4 separate regions of the Mus musculus genome follow, and all the other regions are linked to region 3. The links are chromatin contacts, called in public Hi-C and HiChIP or PLAC-seq maps. All regions are on one chromosome and are shown on one strand. The core of a region is the stretch at or near the end of the contact, and the rest is flanking DNA. Distances in the headings are between cores, read along the strand shown. Region 1 has its middle 56 kb from the start of Platr6. Region 2 holds the start of Sgk1 (serum/glucocorticoid regulated kinase 1). Region 3 has its middle 22 kb from the start of Aldh8a1. Region 4 has its middle 29 kb from the start of Platr6.

Region 1 (4,070 bases), core at 1,393-3,892, 400 kb before region 3:
TCCAACACAGTGGGGGACAACCTAGCCGGCTTTGTCATTTTTTTCTCAGAGCTCTAGCCTTCCTTTGAGCGTGGCATCTCATCGCCAGCTGCAAGCCCTTTTACTCTTCCTGCCTACCATTCTGACCTCAGCATTTAACTCTAACACTTGAATGTGCATTTTAATTCACACATCTGTCTCCACCATAACAGCTGGAGGGAAGGCTGACTCCTGTATACATGAACTGTCTCTATGACATTTTGTTTGGTTTGACAATGAACAACTAGAATTCAGTGACATAAATTTTATTTGTATATAACATTGTCTAGTTATGTTTCTTATTTGCATTGAGGGTCCAAAGGGGATAACAATGTTTGAAGATATATGAACAATATCACATATTATATCCCTACCAGCCAATTTGGGAGACTTGAGCTTACACTCGAGATACTAAGCATTTATTACTCTATATGAATAAGTCATATGGAATATTGAGAGAAGAAGAAGAAGAAGAAGAAGAAGAAGAAGAAGAAGAAGAAGAAGAAGAAGAAGAAGAAGAAGAAGAAGAAGAAGAAGGAGGAGGAGGAGGAGGAGGAGGAGGAGGAGGAGGAGGAGGAGGAGGAGGGGGGAGGGGGAGGAGGAGGGGAGGGGGAGGAGGAGGGGAGGGGGAGGAGGAGGGGAGGGGGAGGGGGAGGGGGAGAGGGAGAAGGAGAAGGAGAAGGAGAAGGAGAAGAAGAAGAAGAGGAGGAGGAGGAAGAAGAAAGGGCTTTAGTTATTCAGCAATTCAGCAATTTCCAGTGTTCTAGGCCTGCTCATTTTAAGCTGAAGAAAGTCACCCTTTGGGGACTAATTTACATTGATAACATGTTGTAACTTAATGGGCCCTCTGCAAAGCTGAGTCTGTGAATGGGATCAATAGTGCATATTCTTTATGCAGGCTTTTTAATGCATTTAAACACATCTGAGTATTAGTCTTAATAAGCTTTGCAAGCTTTGACTATTATTGCTTCTTAGAGAGCTAATAAGAAATACAGATCTGCACACTGTATTTCCATTAAGCAAGCAAATTCACATTATAAGTCATTTGGAAACTAATTATTTAGGAAAAAGAAAGCCATGCTACTGGCTGGGAAAAGTTACCACCATATTCCTAGGATATAAAATTATCCATTTCCCCCAGGAATATCATCCCCAAAACAATGTCAAAGTTTATTTGTTTTTGTTTTTGTTTTCCCAGCTCGAAGCAAGTCTTCATGAAAACCTCCAATTTGCAGAGACCAGCCTTTCTCCTTGAGTTTGCCGCCTCCAAATTGGGTAGACTCAGGAGGCTGATCTGTGTGTTCTAACTACTGGGTGGCCACTGTTGAAGTGACACTGTCTCCCATGCAGGGGACCTTCCACATCTTTTCCCCCACCCATTTTTTCCCAAGTAACATTTTCTAGTTCCCAAATAAGAAAGGAGTCCACACATGTGTCTAAACCCTCTACTTTTCTGGAAGCATAAACCTTATTCTGATGGGAATTAGGGGAGGGAAAAATGTGCTTTGGCTCTAACCATGTGGAATCACTTCATGTATAGAGACATCCTTCTTCCTTTCAGGTTGGCTAGGCCAAAGTCCATTACTGAGGGGACCAGAGATGGAATAGATTTTGTTGGAAGGGAATATTATTTCATCTCAATGGGAGGTAGAGACATTCAATAGCCCCCAATACTTTCTGGTTTGACATAAATATCTCTGTCCTGTGTTGAGAGAAACCCTAGTCTAGAACAATTATGAGGTGTCTCCCATAGTAAGGGGAATGGTGGGCATGCATATAAGGGAGGAATTTGATTGATTCTTCCTTGACTCTAACTACCACATTGTATTTTCACTATATTTTTGAACATTAAATGCCTCTTAGGTTTTTGCCAAGAATTTTTTTTTTTAAGATTTATTTATTTATTATATGTAAGTACACTGTAGTTGTCTTCAGACACTCCAGAAGAGGGCGTCAGATCTTGTTACAGATGGTTGTGAGCCACCATGTGGTTGCTGGGATTTGAACTTCGGACCTTTGAAAGAGCAGTCGGGTGCTCTTACCCACTGAGCCATCTCACCAGCCCCGCCAAGAATTTTTAAAACATCAAAATCCAATCTACATAATAGCCAATTAACTCAGGGGTCCATAATTGAGGTTCTGATCTTTAAGTACACATGGACTGGAAACTTATATACCAAGTATTGGCCCAAAACTCAAACATTATGCATGAATACAACCTATCTAAAAGATCTTGAGCCATAGTGACTTTTCCTTGCAGGTAATGAGCCCTCACTTGGATTTATTCTGCACTTGGACTTGAATGGGTAATGACTCATCCTCTGGGGTCTGATTCCATTTCAAGAGAACATTGGGCAAAGGGTCAGGGACAATTGGTCTTTGTTTAAATTGGCCCCAGTAAAGATGTCTCACTTCCAATCTGCTGGGAGTTAGCATTTCCCTTTCTTCTTCGCTTCAGCAGATGAGCAGAGAGGGTCGGAAGTAAAATTTAGTAATGGAATTGACTCAGGACTTAAGAATCTTCAGAAAACAAATAGAATATACGACACTTGAGATAGTAGATCTACGCCAGAAGCTGTGGGCGTGTTTTTTTAACTAGAGTGACTTAATGTGTAGCCAGGGGACACTGCATGTCAGTAAGAATCCTGCTGAGTCACAGCCAAATTGGAGGTATATGTATTTCTATGACTAAGCTTAACCCAAATGTTTCCCCAAGAAATAAACTTCATATAATGACTCAAGGCTCCAAAGCAATAACCATGCAAATGGTTTTACTAAAACATGTTTCTTCTTCCTAGTTTTACTGTACTGAGGGAGGGTTGAAATTACTACATTTAAATGAAACTCCTAGTATAATATCTTACATGTGATAGAGTCTGCGGGTCGATAGTCATCGATTAAAGGCATAGATTAGTGATACCTAGCTGGGGGTGCCATTTCTACTTGAAGGTGAAACAATCCATCAAATTTATTGTATGTTGAATTGCCCTTTGTTTTTAAATTTGTTTTGCTTTTTAAAACAGGGTCTTGTGTAGCCCAAGCAGGCTTGGTGATGCTATTAGCTAGGAATGAACTTCAACTTCTGGACTAACCACCTGCATCCTATGCCCCCAAGTGCTGGTATGTGCCACCAAACCTGACCATAATAGATAATAGATAGATAAATGATAGATAGATAGATAGATAGATGCATACATACATACATACATACATGCATACATACATACACATAGGCAGATGATAAATTCATTGACTTATTGGTTAATTGATTTTTTTTTAAGAGAGGAAGAGTGGTTTATTTCCTCTTACAATTTGAGGGTATGTCCCATCAGAAGACATGGTGACATAAGCAGTGGTCACATTGGGTCCTCTGTCAGGAAGCAGAGAGGGGGATGGGCACTCCACAGTGGCTTTTATAAGGAGCTTTAAAGCTGAGTATGGAAGTATTTCAAGGTGATTATGGAGTTAGAACAGAAGCAGCCGCTGAGTAAAATTGTTTTATCTGAAATATTTCCTGTGGAGAAAGAATCACTGTAGGTTTGTTTAGAATTTGGTTGCCAGAAACATTCATCCATTGTCAGAACACAGACTACCTGCCTGCTAGTCTCTAGTGGGGCCCATGGGAGCTGTTTTCTTCTACTTCTAGGTAATGCTCTGGGGAAGGTGTCTTTCCTTACGTACATTCAGCTCAATTCCAGGACTCTTGTTGAAGGATGGTCTACGGAGGGAGGAGGGCACTGTAGAAGCCCTGGATTCCTTAGATGGTTGGAATACTGAGGAGAGTCACAGTTATCCAGCGAGAGACTGAATCCACCACACTGAATATATACAGTGTAATAGAAACTGCATCATAGGTTTTGAAATAAGAATCCTTATTGTTAGGCCAGGCTGGTGCTGCATATCTTTAAATCCAGCACTTGAGAGGCCGAGGCAGGCAGATCTCTGAGTTTGAGGCCAGTCTGGTCTACAGAGTGAGTTCCAGGAGAGCCAGGGCTGCACAGTGAGATCCAGTCCCAAAACAAAACAACAACACCCTCCCCCAAAACAAAAAC
Region 2 (4,462 bases), core at 1,436-3,935, 480 kb before region 3:
TAGAATACAGAATAAATCGGATGTGTAATAAAACAAAGTAGACAGGAATCAAGGAATTTCTCCCCAGGGCTGTCAATGACGTGACACATGTCACATTCTACTGTCCTTGAGGGGCAAGGAGAGCAGAGGGGGGGCAGGGAGATGTCAGACCCAATCTCCAGCAGACTGAACCCAGTGAAATGGCCTGCTGGACCTCATGGTGTAAATCTCTTTCTCCCTGCAGTTTTTGAGAAGACATCTGTACCCTGTCTCACTCTTTCCAAAACCCAAGGTCTGCAGAAACACTGGCTGAAACACACTGGTAAATTATGCTCGTAAGCAAAATGCAACCAGATGTCAAGCTGGGATTTCTAGTAGTATATTTTGATGGCAAAGAAAATAAGAAACTATTATAATAAATAAACAGTATGTAACTGACACTTGGTTGACTGACAATATATAGCTGAAAGGGTTCTAAACTCCCCAGGGACTGTGAACGTAGTTCACTGTTTGGGGATGGGGCTTGTGGGGGAGGGGTGACTTGCATGCTTGAGGCCCAGCACTGTAAAACAAAATACCCTTAATAGCACCAAATAAATTAGTTAAGATAGGCATAAGCTCATAAGCCTAAACCTATAGTTCCAATACACAAGAAACTGAGGCAGGAGGATCATTTCAGCCCAGGCATTCAAGACAGCTTGGTCAATGTAGCTAGAGAAAAAAAAAAAAAAAAAAAAAAAAAACAGCAAACTTTGGCTAGTTAGTTAGAAGGAAGTAAAGAATTTAAGGACTAAATAAAAGGGTGCTTCCCTTGGAAAAGTATCTTTTGACTACAGGGGAGACCTTAGTAGTGCGGGAGGACCAAGAAGCTGGGCTGACTTGCAGACTCTACTGGGGAAAGACCTCTCAACTGACACTGGCTGCAGGAGTTAGCGTTACTCAGATTTAGTGCGTATCGTTTGCATTTGGCCATAGATTTGGGGATCTCTAAGCCAGGATGTGAGAGAGCTCCTGCTGGCGCTTGCAGACTGCTGGTTTGCAGACCTGCCTTTCCAGCTTGACCCTTCAGTGCTAGGAGGCCGTCCAGCCCAGCCTGTAATTCATTACGTTCTGTTGCCTTTTCGGCACACACAGACGCGGCCTGAATGAAGGGAAGGGTGAATGAATGGAAGGAAGCAGCTGGATAGGACCGCCCCGGGCACTAAATAGGACGGCACAACTGGGGCTACAGGAGCCTCCTATTGCTTAAGAGACACTCCCCATAAGGATGTCAATGATCAGTCTTCCAACAACCACTCATTTCTGAGTCCCCACTCATGTATAAATTTGCAGAGCCACAGACCTCCAGTGTGGCCATTGCAATGAACTGAGTTTATCTGTGAAACAGAGAAAGGTCTATTCATTTACAGCCCTATGACATTACTAACATTATGAATGAAAGGAATTTAAACAAATGTATACAGCAAATGTACATAGCAGCAGAACCCTCCCCGCACGCCCCCCCCCCCAATCATAGTTTGGGCTATAAAACAGGCTATCCCTTATTCTTTTGGTAAGGGCACGTGTGCTAGGCAAAATTGAGGCAACTTGAAATAGAGGGTTTGAGATGTTGGGAGTCCATCATTTCTGTCAAAGGTCACTCTGGTCCTTTCCTGTTTACCCCAAAGATAGAGATAGTGGCAGAATGGATTTGAGGAGCCAAAGCTGCTTCTAACAATTGAAGACGAAAATGCAGCAGCCCTTGAGACGGAGGGAAGGTGTGGCAAAGTTGAACCCTTCAAAGATAAGAGCGAGAGAGCTACTTAATTAGCCCAGACTAAATTGCTTCTTATTAACTGCACTCGGGCCAGCTGTCTTTGAAACTGCCTTGTAATCCTGGGCATGGCTTTGATTGAGAAATCTCAGTTCCCATCTTAAACCCATTTGAAGGCATCTCGGCCCAACCCCCTTCTTCCAATGCAACTCCTCTGAGCCCCCCCTTTCCATCAACATCTCCCCTACCCACCCCCCAACAAATATGAATCTCAGCAGGGCCAGCGCTCACCTTGACCACTGACACCAGAAGCTCTGCTTTCACGAAGGGCTCAGTAACAAAACCCGAGGCTTACCCTAGGCAAGCCTCCAAAAGCATTTGAGAGAAGCAGCGTAGAAAACAAAAGCAACAACCACAACCTGGGCTTACCCGTTTCTTAAAAAATTGGAACGCTGAGCATTTCTTGACCGGGAATCCATTCATGTCTTTGTTTACCATCTTCCACAGAAGGGACTTCACAGTTATAGATCCAGGGTGGCACCGGCTTGGTTTACTGCATCTGTATCCCGATCCGCCTTCCTGGAGACGGTGAATGAAGACCGAACGGGATGGAGAGGCTAACGGGGCTCAGTTTTTCACTCGCTCATCCTGCTGCGGCAGCGACTGCAGTAACTCGCCCCACTTTCAGAGGCCACTGGCAATGGCTTTTCTCTTTCCATCATTGCTTTGAAACGTAAGCATCACCACAACAGGACCCCGGGGCCGGATGGCGGGATACAGCAAATCTATCCAGAGATGCTCTGGCGGGCGCTCAGGCGAGAGCAGGGTACCGTCCCCGCCCCCAGCTACCGAGCTGCTCCCGGGCTGAGCGGGGAGCGAGCGACTCGCTCTGCTCCAGGTGATGCGCTGCTGGAGGCTGCTGGAGGAGAGCTGTTTTTGATTGTGTAGGTTCCAGTGGGAGCTGTAGTTAAGCAGCTGGGGGAAGGAGTAAGAAAGAGCTGAAGCCGGAGGGAGGGAAGGAGGAAGGGAGAGAGCCTCCTCAGAAAGGTAAATGGAAAGAGAAAGCAAGGCAGGAAGGAGCAAGGATGCATGCATGCATATGTGAGTAAGATCAGAGGATGGTCAGGAGACACAGAAAACACAGAACAACGGATTCCCTTGGGAGGGTTCTTTGAATTGGTTTTTCTTTGCAACAATGTGGTAACCAGAGTAAAATGCAGACCCAATAATGTAATTCTCAATGAAGTTCTTCAGATTCCGGTTCTGATACCAAGCCCCGGAGGCAGGGGGTGGGGGGCATCAAACGTGTTCCTGCCCTATGAAACCTTGAAAAATAAAATAATGTGCCTACACATGTGTAGCAGTGAATGGTCTCTTACTCTGTAGGGTCCTCGGATGCCCTTCCTTCCGCTGTGACATTAGAAGGAACAACTGGGGAGGTAAGCCCACCCTTTTCAACAGAGAAGCCGGCAGTAAGAGAAAATCAATGAACAGAAACAAAGTGTGCAAAACCAATAGGCAGAACCTTGCCCAGACCTTCACCAAAAATTCGTGCTGAATCCATTCAATGCTAAGGGAGTCACAGGAAGCAAGGACGAGTCTTTTTACATGCCCCAACTTATCCTGAACCTCTGCAAAGTGAATTCATTTAACAAAAACATTTAATTATGCGTAGCTCGTTTCCACTTGTGCTCTTTGATGCTGATATTTTATGAGTTTTGTTTTGTTTTTTAAATAGGATTTATAGCAAAAAGGTTTGGGGTCCCTGTTAGCATGTGGTTTTGATCAGCTACTTCACCTCCGGCTGTACTTTGGTCTATGAGATAGACATACACGATCACTCACTCACTCACTCATTCATTCACTCATTCATTAATTCAGCCACTCAATCACTTGTTTGACATCTCATTCTATTCAAATATAGCATTCAAATCCAAAACCAGTAAGCGTTCACTGGTAGGAAATACACTAGAACTATCCTTAAAAATAATTGTTGATTGAGTGCTTGCATGAAACCATGAGTTTAATCCTCAGGACCACAAAACAAGCAAACAAACAAAAGAAAAAACAAAACAGCGACAGACACTGTGGCAACATGGGATTAGAACCCCTGCAGTTGGGAGGTTAAAGGTAGGAGGATCAGAAATGCAAGCTTATCCTCAGAGTTTGAGGCCAGACTAGAATTCATGGGATCCTAGCCAGAAACAACACCCAAACAGAACAATAACAACAACAAAACCCACATTGTTACACCATTTATATGGGAAACGTGGATTAACTGGGGAAGAGGTGCCTGAGTTCCTTTAGAGTATGAGTTTCTATGAGGTGAGATATGGATGAAGTTGTACAAGACACAAGGATACATTATGTAATCTACAGCTTCAGTAGGCCGTGATTTTCCTAAAGGGGCCATCTAAAATCACCAGAGAGAACTCAAAGAGAATTATTCTAAGATGAAAGAAATGTTCCCCATCGGGATTATGGTAATGACTACAGTAAGAACCAAACTTCATCATGAAACGAAAAAGAATTTGTTTTGCACAGTAAAATTATACCTCAGTAAGTTTCATTAGAAAACAGTGAAAGCCATTCAATCTCTTTCCTGTTCCTTTCTTCACTGTTCCTCACAAAGTGTTATAACAGCCATTTATTGAATGTGGGTGATAAATATATATATTTTAAATAACCCAGGGAAGCGGGTGATTCTGGGGCCCTCAGTTGGATTTCCTG
Region 3 (4,174 bases), core at 992-3,491:
CTGAGAACTTCCATCCCCCAGGATTCAGACCTCTGTCTTCTGCCAAGCAGCTGGCCTCTGGCATCCATTGTGCAGTCTGATGAGCCGGGACCCTGGCTGAATTATTCTCTCTAGCTGGATGTCTGGGATGTCCTTGGAAATCAGTGAGAAGCTTGCTCTCAGCTTTATAGTCAAGTGTGTGCTTTCTCCAGGACAATGAATGACACTTCATACAGTGAATCTGATTTTTTTATGCAATTCAGTACAGCAAATATATATATATGTCAAAGACAATGAGCTCAGACCTATAGCTATAAAAGCAATCTTGACAAAGATCCAATATGAACCCCCCCTTTTCAGGGAAGGTGCACTCTGTGGAGAACAGAGTGGTGGAACCCATTTTTAGGACACCATTTCAGAAGCTCAAAAATTATGCTTTAGCATATTTCAAATTATATAAACCGAAGAAAGAAAAGAAAAGAGATAAAAGGCAGGAGACACTGTAAAAACTTTTGAAATATGGCAAAGAAATGTTGCTTTCTCTATGGCTGGGTCTCAAGCAGTCAGCACAGGATATAAAAAGCTTTGCATTACTGCCAGTATTAAACCAGTCTCCAAACTGTATGTGCAGAGACAAAAAGATGCATTTTCTGCAGCAAATGGGGGTAAAGGAATGTACAGTCCCTTCATTGCTGCATGCACTTGGGAGTCTGAAGCTCAGGCCTTGGCTTCTTACAGAAATTCTTAGTGAACAGTATATACAAAGGCAGAAAGAGCCACACTTGCCTTATCACGCCATGGGGGATGTCATAGTCTGTCTTGAAACAATACAGGCCAAAGGTTCAGAGGGAGTGGGGAGTCTGACCCCAAGCAGTTTCCTCTCCTTGTCATTTCAACAGTCACATGAACTCCAGAGAAGGGGTTTTCTTGTCTAATTATTTCTAACTTTAACATTCAGGGAGTTGGTCTTGCTGGAGATTAGGATGCACTAAATATATCCAGAGGACCCTTGCTCCAAACTAAGTCCAGGAGACGCAGACTTTCTCCTTTATATGGGACAGCAGAGGACGATGCCAGGTCGGGCAGCAGAGGGAAGGAAGGTCAGTCGTCTCAGAGTAAAATCCCAGCAAGCATTTTAGTGTCACTTCCACGGAGGCAGCAGCCTCAGAGACCTTATCATATCGTCACTGATGACAGAACTTGGCCTGAACACAAACCATTCACTGAGCCCAAGTCAGAGCCAGTGGCCCCAGAAACCCAGAGCTATAAATAACCCCCCAGCACTGATATTTAGTGCTTATCACTAATAAGCAGGAGACCGCATCCCCCCAATGCAAAGAGGACTTCCAAAGGATGTAGCTTACTGAGCTTTTAGGATTAGAAAAAAAGTCCAAAAATATCCCTCCAAAGAAGTAACTGCGTTGATCAACATTCTGGCCTATCTCTGTGATTCTTGCACACTTTGATTTCTTAAGGATGATACATGAAAAGCAAATACTCCCTGCTTGGAAATTCATGAGCTCCTGCTCTTGCTTCCAGAGGCAGTCAATGTGACCCCACATGTAAACTCATAACGGGATGATGAATCTAGAGAGCCGTGTGTCCCTCCCAGGACCTGCTCCCCCACACACGCAGCAGGCGCCTGGACCTGCCGAGCCCACAGCTCACCGGCTACCCTAACAATTACAGACTGTCTGCTTTCCACCCAGAGGCCCAACTGCCCCAACACAGAGACCACCAGCCGAGGAGTCCTCCACAAACAGGTTTCTGCTCTCTCCTGTCATTCACTTCTCTGAACTGCAAGCATTAGAGAGAAGTTGTTCTTGTTTTAGACGTAAATTCAATTCCAGAAGCTATGATTAAGAATAAATTTTGCCTTCATAACTCATCTTCCGTGGGGACAGAGGCCAGCTGCTTAGGATATGGGCTGAGAACTCAAATACTTCTCAGAATTCGAGATGACTTTTTTGTTGTCCTCAGAAAGCCTTTAACACCTCTATGTGTGTGTATTTCTGGGCGTCCTGTGCATTCTATACCAAGCACTACCTACAAACCCCTTTTGCTGTTAAGATTCTTAGCAAGCAGGTAACTTCGTTGGCATCTCATTGTTCATCTAAGGGAGGGGAAAGGGGCCTCAAGATCTCTGGCAATCTGATTTGTTATGATTCATTCTCTTTATTTAGCCAGTCCTTAATATTCCAGTGAGTAATTTCCAAAGCTCTGGGGGAGATTGTTGAGTCACGCTGGAATGAAATGCAATTATGAGATTGGAGAATAATGGCTTCTTCATGGATAAGAGTGGACTGAGCCGTGTGGAGGAGGGATGGGAGGAGGTGTGGGATGAGAAACCCGTCATCACATTCATAGAGATGGCTCATCTTCCGACAACAGGCAAGGTTAGGCAAATCATTGTCACATGACGCATGGCCAGCTGCAATCAGAAATATGCTTCTTCTTTCTTTCTTCTTCTTCTTCTTCTTCTTCTTCTTCTTCTTCTTCTTCTTCTTCTTCTTCTTCTTCTTCTTCTTCTTCTCCTTCTCCTTCTCCTTCTCCTTCTCCTTCTCCTTCTCCTTCTCCTTCTCCTTCTCCTTCTCCTTCTCCTTCTCCTTCTCCTCCTTCTCCTCCTCCTCCTTCTCCTTCTCTTCTCCTTCTCCTTTCCTTCTCCTCCTCCCCCTCCTCTTCCTCCTCCTCCACCTCCTCCTCCTTATTATTATTATTATTATTATTATTAGATATTTTCTTTATTTACATTTCAAATGTTATCTACTTTTCTAGTTTCCCCTCCGAAAAGCCTTCCCCCCTCTCCCTGCTCCCCAACCCACCCACTCTGGCTTCCTGGCCCTGGCATTCCCCTATACTGGGGCATAGAACCTTCACAGACCTAGGACCTCTCCTCCCATTGATGACCGACTAGGCCATTCTCTGTTACATATGCAGCTAGGGCCATGAGTCCCACCATGTGTTTTTTTTTTTTTGGTGGTTTAGTCCCAGGAGCTCTGGGGTTACTGGTTAGTTCATATTGTTGTTCCTCCTATGGGGCTGCAAACCCCTTCAGCTCCTTGGGTATTGTACTGGCTAGTTTTGTGTCAATTTGACACAGCTGGAGTTATCACAGAGAAAGGAGCTTTGTTGAGGAAATGCCTCCATGAGATCCAACTGTAAGGCATTTTCTCAATTAGTGATCAAGGGGGAAAGGCCCCTTGTGGGTGGGACCATCTCTGGGCTGGTAATCTTGGTTCTATAAGAGAGCAGGCTGAGCAAGCCAGGGGAGCAAGCCAGTAAGGAACATCCCTCCATGGCCTCTGCATCAGCTCCTGCTTCCTGCCCTGCTTGAGTTCCAGTCCTGACTTCCTTGGTGATGAACAGCACTATGGAAGTGTAAGCTGAATAAACCCTTTCCTCCCCAACTTGCTTCTTGGTCATGATGTTTGTGCAGGAATAGAAACCCTGACTAAAACAGGTACTTTCTCTAGCTCCTTCATTGGGGACCCTGTGCTCAGTCCAAAGGATGGATGTGAGCATCCACTTCTGTATTTGTCAGGCACTGGCAGAGCCTGTCAGGAGACAGCTTTATCAGGCTCCTGTCAGCAAGCTCTTGTTGGCATCCGCAATAGTGTCTGGGTTTGGTGGTTGTTTATGGGATAGATCCCCAGGTGGAGCAGCCTCTGGATGGTCATGCCTTCAGTCTCTGCTCCGAACTTTGTCTCTGTAACTCCTTCCATGGGTGTTGATTGATCACTTACAGGTGTACGTCTGACTGTATGAACTTCAAGTAAGGGTCTGTACCCTAGCATACTTTCCCGAGCCTGCTACGTCTATGTTTTACCTCCATTTTTTTCTAGGTTACATTACTATATTAAGGGTTTTGCTAGTTAAAGGTATAACTTTTTTAAATGTGCATTAAATGTTCCTTTCTTGACTCCTCTGTGGTTGTCATTAGCGACCCATTTCTTGTCAGTAAGACAAGGAAGAATCCAGAGCTATGAACCTCTGGTCTCTCCCCAGTCCAACTAGCCAGCTGATCAATATCTACCACACAGATAGCAATTGCCAAAGACTAGGGCTACTGAAGTCTTTTCTGCTAATACTCAAGAATTGGTCTTGGACTGAGCTAACACAGGTTGTGGGTGGCAGACAGACAAGAAATTAACAAGGGAGGAGAAAGGAGAGGATGTAAAAGCTAGGAACCAATAGA
Region 4 (4,071 bases), core at 1,069-3,568, 430 kb before region 3:
GCAAACTGTGGTTGCTAGGGACTACATAGATAAGGGTTAAAAAGTGGGCTGATGACAATTGTCATTTTCTTTTCTATTTTTGTCATTTAGAGAGAAAAAGCAGTTTGGCAGATGTTTGGGCCTATGTCTGAAGTATATGAGCAACATTCTAGAAAGGAATTCGTCAGACAGAGACTGATACCAACCCTGCTTGATTGACTTCTGCGTGGATCTGTTATCCCAAGATTATACCAGTTCTTGTTCTAGCACAACCATTGTGGCACCCTGCAGATGGAGGCAGGAAGATCACAGATGACACGTTCCAAGTCAGCGTAGGTTACATAGTAAGTCCGAGGGCCACCCCACTCAGTTCCATTCTTTAGAGGTGACAACAAAAAGCCCCTCATTCCACCCTGACCACAAGGGAGAGATCTCAGTTTGATGGCTAATTTTCCAACCCCCAACACCCCAGGGGAAACTGCCTTCAAAAGGAAATCTTGCTTAAAACCTGACACTTGCTCCACCTAGCTTTAGAGACATGGTAAAGTTCATGGAGAAAGGTCAGGATCTCTAACTGTACGGTTTTATTTGTAGCATTAATGTCACATGAGCATGCGCTATACAAGGCTGAAGGTGGTGGTGGTGGGGGGGATCCCTGAGACTAAATATACCGTACATAAACAGGTTGGGAAGAAAGTCAACGTTACCTGGGTGAGCTTGTTTTGCACAATAGCAAAGTCTCGGGACCTTCTCATTTCCACATTTAGGAGAGGTGAATGTCCGGTGTGCTGGTGCAGCTAAACCGTTCCTCCTCGCATCAGGTTCCCACCTTTAAGCAGATGTTCTGGAGATTTGCTCTCTCACGGCGTCTAGAGGAGCTTTTCCTCTTTTTTTTTTTTTTTCTAGAAGAGTCTAGAAAAGTGCTTCCAAGAGAGTAGACACGCTAATGACATAATTCATTTATGTACGTACATACATCATAGCATTCTTTTATATTGACTGACACAAATCTGTATAAGATCATCTCCAAACAATAACTACATTACAAAAAAAAAAAAAAATGAGGGATTTCTGTTGTTTGTTCGATACTGAAGCGAAGTTCAGCCATGAGTCTCGGCTTTTGCCATGGAGGCAGAGTCCAGCTCTGGCCGCTTAGGCCCCTGTTCTCAGCACCCCTGTAACTTGGGGTTGATACCTTCATGCTGGAGCCACAATGCCTTAGGCGTTCCCTCTCCCAGTTACACGGATTTGTTGAAGACAGGGACTGTCTAACAATTCACGGCTCTGGTAAGTGATCCAAGGGCCACATCAAAGAGGCAGACTCAAGACTTTATGTGTGGGGTGAGGGACAGAGCTTTCCCTTGGTCCTTTCCAGGGCAGTGACAGTGGACTTTCCTCCTCAGACACAGGAAACATGAGCTTCCCCTCTGAGAGATAAACACAATTGGTCTAATTGAGGCTAACCTGGGATGTACAGTAGGAGGCCAGCCTTGGCTATACAGTGAGACTTCACACACACACACACACACACACACACACACACACACACACTTAAATATTCTTTTCTTTTTTAAAAGCAGGCCATGATACGACACACGGACATACTGCCAGCTCTGGGGGAAGGCAAAGGTGGGAGAATCCTTGCCAATTCCAGACCAGGCTGATCTGTGTAACAAGTCCCAGGACAGCCAGGACCACATAAAAACCATGTCTTCCTCACGCATAGCACCCAAACAGCACTGAGGAATCTGCCTCCTTGTTTAGAACCTTCAGTGTATCCAAGGGTACTTGGTATGAGGGCCAAAGGCTTCACCTGCCAATGAGACCCCAAGTGAGGCTGCTCTTGGCCTTTCTCTGCCTGTGGAGCCCTCTCCCTCTCGTGAGATCCATCTCTATTCATACCAGCTCTTCTTTGGCTCCTTGCCGCCACAGGGCCTTTACCCCGCTGTTGCTCCTGTCTGAATCACTACAGCCTTGGTGCCAGTCCTTCTGCTGGGGTTGGCTGCAGATGTCTTTTGTTTGGCTACGGAAGAATGATTTAGTTTGAATTGAAATGCCTTAAGGCCAGTAGATTCCTTCCGGCTGGCCTTGGGCTGTCAAATCTCTTACAGTCTTGCAGGTTAGATGAACAGGCTTGTGTCGCCCACCTGATCCCTTGAAGGAATTTGGATTACAATTCCTAGACTAATTAATTCCTACTAATGAATGGGTGGTCTGCAAAGATGCCACTTCCCGGAGGAAGGCCTCCTTTCATCCTCCCCCCAACCCCTCCTCCCGCTCCGCGCTTTCCTTTTATGTACAGCTGCAATCACTCAGAACTCACTGAGTCACCAGTGGTTGGAAGCTGCAAGCCCAGCCCAAAGGAAAGAAGCAAAAGGGCAGCAGCTATTGTTTGCTGTCCTCTGTGATCTGGTGCTCTGCACACAGAAGGCGCTCAATGGTTGCACTGGTGGATGATAGAGGGACAGCATTCCAACACTTAACTCTGTAAAGCACTGTGAAAGTCCTAAATGAGGATTATGGGAAATGTTTTTCTAGGCTTGGTAGAGTCTGGCCCTCCTCCCTTCCAGCAGACACTAGGTGATGCAGTCAAGCTTACAAAGTCGCTGCTTTTGAACTTGCTGAATAGAGTCCCATAGGACAGAAGGAACAGGGGCGGACAGGGCCCTGAGCTCCCCATTCTTGTCCAACACAGAGCAGCTCTGCCCCCAGCCCTCCTTGAAGCACGGCCTTACTTTCTACCCTAGGCGGAATCTTCTCTCTTTCATAATCGGCTTTTGTACAACATTATCTGAACAAAGCTTCCTCAGGCTGAAGCATGCCTGCCGTATTGATCGCCAGTCCCTGGTTTTGCACTTAGCTCTGCATGTGTGATCAATAAATGTTTGTTGGAGAATCCCTATGTATTGTAGCCTACTTGTAAGGGAACATATTTTCAAAGATGTGCTCTCCGCAGCCCAGGATGGCCTCCAAATTGCCATGTAGCATAGGCTGCCCTGAGCTTCTGACCCTCCTTTCCTGCCTCCCTCATTATAGGTGTATTATAGGATTCTAGGTGTGAGCCACCGGCCTGGATCCCACTTAGTTTTTATAATTAGGTTAGAAAAAATATAGATTAGGCCTATTTGCCTTATGTACTGAAATACCTCATTGTATCTTACCAGCTTTTTATAGTGTGTGATGCATATTCTTACCCTCTGAAGATTATGCACTTGTTTAGTTATTATTTTTTCCTTAGCTATGCTACTTTCTGTTCATTAACAAACCTCCTTTAGAAAAGAAGCAAAGGCAATAAGAATATGAGAGAGCTACTTCGATTTGCTTAATTTTCCATCTTATGTATTATTTATTCAACCACAAACTATGTTTTTAAAATCTCTCATGTCTCCCAAATATCAGGCACTATGTTACTTTTATTGTATTGAATTTATTAATGATTTATCATACACATAGCATTATGGATGGGATTAGGAATTGTACCTTGAGTTCAGGACTTTTTTTTTTTTTTGGAACAGCACACTTTAATTTTTGGAGTAATTTTGAAAAACTTATAGTTATTTAAATTTAAACCTTTTTAAGTTGCCATATTATCATAAAAATCAAAATATTAAGGAGTTGCAAAGGATCTAAATTCCACCATTTGTGACTGGGGAGCAAAGGAGTGCTCCCCAGTGGTGGTTAAAATGGAACATTTTCCCTAACAACCCCACCTAATGAACATTTATTAATATCCCTATTTGATTAAAATGTAATGAAGTTTTTCTCTTTAAAAAAAAAAAAAAACAGAGTCCAGAGGGATGCCGACATCCTGCCTCTTGCCACCATTTGCAAGTAGCTGAGTCACTTAAGGAACTTGTTCTGCCTCAGAGCATGGGTTGGGTTCGGCCTCAAGGGGTTTCCTGGAGAAGTTGGGAAAGTTAGAGGGGAAGACGGCTGGGGAACTCCACATGTTAAGCCTGAGAATCTCAAGGAGACAAAGCCAGATCCACAACTGCCCAGTTAATCAAGCTCTAGTTTGGGGTGCACCTAGGAGTGGCCAGCCAGCTGACTTACCCTGGGTTGGAATTTGAGGGAGCAGCACCTCCTGGTCTC

Evidence for each region. Hi-C and Micro-C count contacts between places; a contact is called where the count stands out from the background. HiChIP or PLAC-seq counts read pairs in DNA pulled down with a chosen protein or histone mark.
Region 1: a contact with region 3 is called in a Hi-C map of adipose-derived mesenchymal stem cells, with 2.6 times the contacts expected there. The contact joins two enhancer-like sites. A contact is called at or near these places in 14 of 39 promoter capture datasets (the 3T3-L1 cell line, the C10 cell line, the HPC-7 cell line and 7 more), 1 of 15 datasets of contacts at CTCF or cohesin (the NIH/3T3 cell line), 6 of 484 Hi-C or Micro-C datasets (the HPC-7 cell line, the NIH/3T3 cell line, adipose-derived mesenchymal stem cells and 2 more), 2 of 115 datasets of contacts at active chromatin or transcription factors (the NIH/3T3 cell line and embryonic fibroblasts) and 1 of 9 other capture datasets (embryonic stem cells).
Region 2: a contact with region 3 is called in an H3K27ac HiChIP or PLAC-seq map of the NIH/3T3 cell line, with 6 times the contacts expected there. The contact joins the promoter of Sgk1 here to the enhancer-like site in region 3. A contact is called at or near these places in 16 of 39 promoter capture datasets (3T3-L1-derived adipocytes, the HPC-7 cell line, HPC-7-derived erythroid cells and 9 more), 3 of 115 datasets of contacts at active chromatin or transcription factors (the NIH/3T3 cell line, embryonic forebrain and forebrain) and 1 of 9 other capture datasets (adipose tissue).
Region 4: a Hi-C map of tail fibroblasts shows a contact between it and region 3, with 4 times the contacts expected there. The contact joins two enhancer-like sites. A contact is called at or near these places in 14 of 39 promoter capture datasets (the 3T3-L1 cell line, the C10 cell line, the HPC-7 cell line and 9 more), 1 of 15 datasets of contacts at CTCF or cohesin (the NIH/3T3 cell line), 3 of 484 Hi-C or Micro-C datasets (the G1E-ER4 cell line, embryonic fibroblasts and tail fibroblasts), 8 of 115 datasets of contacts at active chromatin or transcription factors (the NIH/3T3 cell line, embryonic stem cells, extraembryonic endoderm stem cells and 2 more) and 1 of 9 other capture datasets (embryonic stem cells).

The regions. Positions count from the first base shown.
Region 1 is chr10:21,800,208-21,804,277 of GRCm38.p6, reverse strand. No RefSeq gene overlaps it. Among named protein-coding and RNA genes, the nearest start is that of Platr6, 56 kb to the left of the region's middle. Within about 2 kb of position 2,642, at least 49 of the 459 cell types and tissues checked have an H3K27ac peak or open chromatin away from gene starts, as enhancers often do. A contact at or near this core is called in the NIH/3T3 cell line and adipose-derived mesenchymal stem cells, where this site is marked.
Region 2 is chr10:21,880,407-21,884,868 of GRCm38.p6, reverse strand. Sgk1 (serum/glucocorticoid regulated kinase 1) reads right to left here and starts at 2,685. Exons shown (of 14, transcript NM_001161845.2): 1 at 2,162-2,685. The coding sequence starts at 2,230. It overlaps Gm46215 (a long non-coding RNA gene), which reads left to right and starts at 2,591. Exons shown (of 3, transcript XR_001779732.1): 1 at 2,591-2,676; 2 at 3,119-3,171.
Region 3 is chr10:21,397,293-21,401,466 of GRCm38.p6, reverse strand. No RefSeq gene overlaps it. Among named protein-coding and RNA genes, the nearest start is that of Aldh8a1, 22 kb to the right of the region's middle. Within about 2 kb of position 2,241, at least 50 of the 459 cell types and tissues checked have an H3K27ac peak or open chromatin away from gene starts, as enhancers often do. A contact at or near this core is called in the NIH/3T3 cell line, adipose-derived mesenchymal stem cells, embryonic fibroblasts and 1 more, where this site is marked.
Region 4 is chr10:21,827,453-21,831,523 of GRCm38.p6, reverse strand. No RefSeq gene overlaps it. Among named protein-coding and RNA genes, the nearest start is that of Platr6, 29 kb to the left of the region's middle. Within about 2 kb of position 2,318, at least 70 of the 459 cell types and tissues checked have an H3K27ac peak or open chromatin away from gene starts, as enhancers often do. A contact at or near this core is called in the NIH/3T3 cell line, embryonic fibroblasts and tail fibroblasts, where this site is marked.